Regions from separate parts of the Mus musculus genome. Here region 1 is linked to region 2. The links are chromatin contacts, called in public HiChIP or PLAC-seq maps. All regions are on one chromosome and are shown on one strand. Each heading gives the region's core, a stretch centred on a gene start, on an enhancer-like site or on the middle of the called end of the contact. The rest is flanking DNA. Distances are from core to core; before and after follow the strand shown.

Region 1 (2,818 bases), core at 99-2,598, 76 kb after region 2:
CCACTAGACCTTCAGTGTCCTTTCCCTGCAGTGGCTTTCAAGGCCAGGGCACTTGTTTGGTGTAGGTGTCAGCTGTATCTCACGTGCTGAGTTGTCTCGTGTTGTTCTCTTCCCTGTGTGAGATGTGGATGGTAGCCTGGGCGCAGGAAAGCGCCCTTCCCGGTCCTTCCTCTGACTGTTTTTCTTGACTCAAGGATTATTTTTTCTTTCTATGACCTCATCAATTTAAGTTGAATAGTACATGTATTAAAAATTCTGTGATTCCTTTTAAGTAAAATTGTGATATTAACGTAATTAATCTATAGTGGATTAGAGAACAAGAACCAGAGAATTGAGCGAGCGTTGGTGGTATGTTGGAGGATGGTAGAATATTGTGGGATTGGCCAAAGCCTGCTAGGCTTAATGTTGGTAGACATGAATGACCTGCTCCAAGAAAATCTGTTATGTGGGAAATTGAGATTTGTCAGTATTTTTGTGGCTGGCAGTAGAGGGGCCAAGGATTAGCTGTAGTCTTGCTAGTAGCAGCACACTGAAGGCTGGTGGGAAGTGAGCAGGGGGAGGGAGTAACAGTCCTGGATGCTCCTGGTGTAGGGATGAGGAAGCACTCGCTGGTGTTAACATGGCTGAATGTGAGGGAGAGCATCTGTCACCTCAAGTGAGGTGACTCAGGGTCTGTGCCTTCTTCAGCATACTTGGGTGCTTACAACGTGTATATTACATATTGAGAGGGGACAAAGGACCGAAGGGTGTACCCCGCCTTTCCATGACCCTGTTTCATGTTCCCTAGTGTAAGCAGAGCAACATGCTTGTCTCTACAGCAGGTGGTTGTGCTGGAGATACTTAGGAAGACCCGAGGAGGTCTGCTGCCCGCCAGCCCTGGTGTCTCACTTCCCATGTGTCTGAACGCAATTGTTTGCCTCAGTCCCCAAAGACAGCTTGGCTTTGTGTGAGCAGAGCGGTCCATGTGCCTGAGCCATCCTCACACAGTTGTGCATGCTAAACCACTGCAAGGGATCGTGGCTTATTGCTTAAGTCCTGTGCATCTGGCGTTGGTATCATCGCCACCTCTTACCCCGCTGAGGAGAACAACAGGTGTTAGTCATGACAGCCACCCCTTTCTTTCCACCAGAGACCAGTGCTGAAAATGAAACTGGATTCTCCGGCTTTCTGTGCTGTGTCCTGCTCTAGAGCTTGGGCTCATGGTTCCTGCAGGAGCTGCAGGGAGCTGACTGTTCTAGGCTCACAGGCTCGCTCATTGTCCCAGTTTATCCCTTTCACTCTCCACCCCCACCTTTGTCCCGAGAACAAGGGAACGGTGGGTGTTTCGGTTTCCTCTGGTTGTTTCAGCGCCTCCTTGGAGTCTTTCATGACCATCGTTTGTGGTTCAGCATTGTTCATTTTTGGTACTGAGATAGGTACTGAGGTGTGCATTCTCAGCTGCCTGTGAACTTGCTTGGTAGCAAGGACAGGGTCCTCATCTTACCATCTCTGTCTACCAAGTACATGCATCACCACAGCCAGCAATCCTTAGTACTTTTGATGCTTTGATGCTCCCACTCTGCTTCCCTTTCTCCTGGCTAGTCTCTTCTGCTAGTCAGTAATGGGAAAGATGTACACTGAGATGTTAGTGTTCTGCTTCATAGTGGAGAAGACCCAGGTAGGGTGGAAGATGGTGACAGTGCAGTTTAATAGCAATAATTAATCCATGTGTTTGTCAGCATCAGAAAGTTGTAGGGAGACACACTGGCTGTGTGACACAATGCTCTCCTGACACAATTGAAACTTTTGTATCATTATGAAAGTGCCACTAATCAAAGCCTCAGGTGCATACATTTTTATTTCTCTCCAGTGTACATATGAAGCTGAGTGGCTGGGTGGCAGGGTGGCTGGGTAGGGCCAAATGACTACACATTTCTACACCTCCATTTCCTCTCCTATGACATAGAGATAGTGCTCCACATCTCAGCACTGACATGCCCACACAGCATGCTCACAGGAGCGCACCAGCAGGATGCCACACACAGCATTCAGTGCTGGCTGCTTGATTCTCCCTCCTCTGAGGACTGTCCTGCACTTCTGCCCTGTGGGAGGATGGTCGGAAGCCACCCTCCAGTACTTCAGCAGATGTGGCTCTGGATGCTCTTTACCCCCGGTACAATTTTTGCCGATTTTTTTTTAACCTTTTAATGAATAATGTGAAATGTCTTGGAAGGCAGCTCTGCCCTATGTTGCCAACACACCCATTAAATTTCTTATACAGCAGACTTTAAAGGCTAATTCAGTGCTCTGGTAGTGCATGTGCCACCATGCCAATCACAGACTTGCTTCTTTGGTGAGCAAGAATAAGAATCTGTCCTTAAGAGTCTAGGGTAGAGTAAATTGTAGTGTGTGTGCGCGTGTGTGCGTGTGTATGCGTGTGTATGCACTTGCATGCTGTGTGGTGTGTATGTGTGACTATGTGCAGTGTATGTGAGTGTGTGTTTCTGTGTGTTTGTGTGTGTGGTGTGTGTGTGTGTGTGTGTGTGTGTGTGTATCTGTGTGTGTTTGTGTGTGTATCTGTGTGTGTGATGTATATGTGTATGTATCTGTATGTGTCTGCGAATGTGTGTTACTATGTATCAGACCAATGATCATGTGCATATTGGGCATGCAATCTACTGAGTTACGTTCCTTGGCTATTAACACTTAATTCTTGTTTTAGGGTTTTGTTCTTTTATACTTACTAATGATAGTTAAGTGTCATTAGTGGCTTTTCATGACTAGTCATATTCATAGCCACAGAGATCAATGATGTTGATGACTGTGGCCCTACTTGGGA
Region 2 (2,700 bases), core at 42-2,541:
CAGTAGAGGTAAATTGGCTGACCTTCAGCAGAAGGTGGACCTTGCACACTGGGGTGGTAGCGGAGAGACTAGAATGTTGGTGGAGGGCTCTTTAAAGGTAACAAGGAGGTCACCCCACTTTTGCTTTGGAGTCGTTCATGCTATTTAGCAGCTGTACAGACTGGCCCACTGGAAGCACTTGTCAGTCAGGAGACAGGGCTGGAGAGAGCAGGAGTCTGCTCAGCTAAGGAAAGGCATTGGCCTTTCTTGTTTGACCATACATTTATTAATCTTAAGTTGCATGAGAGTTAGGGCACACTCCATGAAGCTTGACAGAGTTAATTTTATGAAAATTAGAAGGTTCACCACTTTGTAAAATGGATAACAATGTTGTAGAATCACTGTCCTAAAGAGGTAGCATAGACTGGAAATACAAATGAGTGTAAGAATCTAAATCAGTTCATGGATAACAGAGTCATCCATGAACTGATCATTTACTTAATGAGAGTAAATAAAGGCTGCTCTGGACACATCCCTGACTCCTGGAAATCGAGGTTACCAGAGGCACTATTGTTTAGTTCCCACAGCCATAAAGAACATTCGCTCTGAAGAGCACTGGTCTGTGATCTGCTAAGGAGGAAGCAGTTGGACCTAGAGGAAGCTCTGAGAGATTCTGTTGGCCAGGAAGAACATAAAGAAACCAAGCAATAGAATGACACCTGCTCTTTCCTGTTTTTATCTGAAAACCTTCTATTGAGTGCGCCTAAAGTTTACTAACAAATTTGCCATTAAAAAAGGCTGTTGTAGCCGGTGGCACACGCCTTTAAGCCCAGCACTTGGGAGGCAGAGGCAGGCAGATTTCTGAGTTTGAGGCCAGCCTGGTCTACAGAGTGAGTTCCAGGACAGCCAGGGCTATACCGAGAAACCCTGTCTCTAGAAACCCTGTCTCGAAAAACCAAAAAAACAAAAAAGCTGCTGTAACAAAAGAACTTTTCATTGTTTCACAAATCAAAATGTAAATCTATGTTACTACAATGAAAAGCCTAAATTTCTTGGTGGGGGGTAGAAGGGTGCTGGTTTGCTAAATCATTCTAAAAAACGTGTTTGTTTTTGAGTCTGAATAAGCAGCAGTGTTTGTGGTGTAAGGTGAACGTGCTGGGAACCAGGGCACAGAAGAGGGGATGGAAGAGGGGGCAGAAGAGGGGACGGGGTCTACAGGGGCCTGAGGCACCTTTGAGCTCCAGCGCACCTCCGCCTTCTGGATCAAAGGCAAGGCCGTCCTTTGACCCTGCAATGATCCTGGAGCCCTGGAGTGCGTTGCCAACTCTTTCTTAGCCCCAGCTCACTTGCCGCCGCGCCCCACCCCCACCTCTGTGCGTGTGTGCTTGTGTGGTGGTTCTGTTCTTGAAGAGAGGTGGAGTAAGGTGGAACAAACTTGACTTGCGTGCATGTGTGCAGCGTGCATGCTGAACACAGTGCTTGTTTGTTGATGGCTTATTTTCAAGTATAAAGAACTAGTTGGAGGAAGCTCTGGAGTAGTTTCTCTTTAGCTGAGTTTGGGACAGGAGCGGGCTCTCTCTCCCTCCCTCTTTTAAATAAAAACATAGAGGAAAAAAAAGCACCTGTGTCCTTGAGTCTTCTCAGTTGGGGTTGGATTAAACCGCTTGGAAGGAAACACTTGCCCAGGTGAAGGCCCTTGCCTTCCTGCAGCCTCCTTTAGGGTGGGCTTGTTGGCCTCAGCACCCCCTCAGCTGCTTCAGCCCTGCATCAGCTGACGTGCTGAATGTCTTGCTGTTTTTCTCTTGCATGGGAAATATTCTGTGAATTTAAAAGCTAGCAGAATTAGCCTCAGCTGAGTGGAACTTAAGTTTTTTTGTTTTGTTTTGTTTTCCTGTGGGTTTTTTTTCAATTGTGTAGATTTTACCTGGAAGGACCTAAATCTAATGAAAAACAGATTGCAATGATTTCTGCTATTAAAGGTAAATTGCTACAGTGTTTGGGTTTTTGTTGTTGTTGTTGACTCTTAGCAGACAGCAGTTGTAAATAATCAGAAATGAATTGCATTTTTTTCTAGGGCCATGAAAAAGGTTTTTACAGGCTACGGGTTTGATAAGAGATTGTAGATAAGTAATTCGTTGTCTGTATGCACCTCCACACTTTCGTATTAAAACAGCATGATTTAGTTCTTGGAAGCTTGTTTCCCTAAGTCCCGGGTCAGGTGCATGGACAGGGCTCCTTATGACGTCTGTCGTGGGAACCAGTGTGCTTAGTGGCTCTGTCAGGTTTTGACTCCGTCTCCCTGCAGTGAGTCTGCTGATGTTGGACAGTTGGATTTCTGCATTTCCAACACGCAGAATTAAACGCCCAGCTGTGCAAATGTTTGCTTAGTTGGTTCATTTTTTTTCTTTAAGATAAATACCTAGAGACAGAATTCAAGGAAAAAAGATGTTGCTTCTATACACACTGTGACCTAGCTTAGAGACTTGCTTTTTTATTTGAATAGAAGTCATAATTATTTCAATATGCCCAGTTGCTCTGTATTTTTCTTATGTCAAGTAAAAACCTGTGAAACAACCATTAGGCACCTAGCTTGAATATGTTAAATATGTGTTTTAAAATAACTTATGGGTTAGTAAAAGTGTGCAGGCTACAGTTTCGATTCCTTTTCTCTATTAGATGTAGATGTGTAGTCTCATAAAATTTTAAGGTATGATTATTATA

The links. HiChIP or PLAC-seq counts read pairs in DNA pulled down with a chosen protein or histone mark.
Region 1: an H3K4me3 HiChIP or PLAC-seq map of the SCID.adh cell line shows a contact between it and region 2, with 10 read pairs. The contact joins two enhancer-like sites. A contact is called at or near these places in 1 of 39 promoter capture datasets (pre-B cells), 7 of 484 Hi-C or Micro-C datasets (B cells, double positive thymocytes, epidermal suprabasal cells and 4 more), 3 of 115 datasets of contacts at active chromatin or transcription factors (the SCID.adh cell line, embryonic stem cells and fetal liver) and 1 of 9 other capture datasets (embryonic stem cells).

What each region holds. Positions count from the first base shown.
Region 1 is chr17:5,164,368-5,167,185 of GRCm38.p6, forward strand. The region is part of intron 4 of Arid1b (AT rich interactive domain 1B (SWI-like)); the gene reads left to right. Among named protein-coding and RNA genes, the nearest start is that of Gm34854, 59 kb to the right of the region's middle. Within about 2 kb of position 1,349, at least 47 of the 459 cell types and tissues checked have an H3K27ac peak or open chromatin away from gene starts, as enhancers often do. A contact at or near this core is called in the SCID.adh cell line and double positive thymocytes, where this site is marked.
Region 2 is chr17:5,088,385-5,091,084 of GRCm38.p6, forward strand. The region is part of intron 2 of Arid1b (AT rich interactive domain 1B (SWI-like)); the gene reads left to right. Among named protein-coding and RNA genes, the nearest start is that of Arid1b, 95 kb to the left of the region's middle. Within about 2 kb of position 1,292, at least 66 of the 459 cell types and tissues checked have an H3K27ac peak or open chromatin away from gene starts, as enhancers often do. A contact at or near this core is called in the SCID.adh cell line and double positive thymocytes, where this site is marked.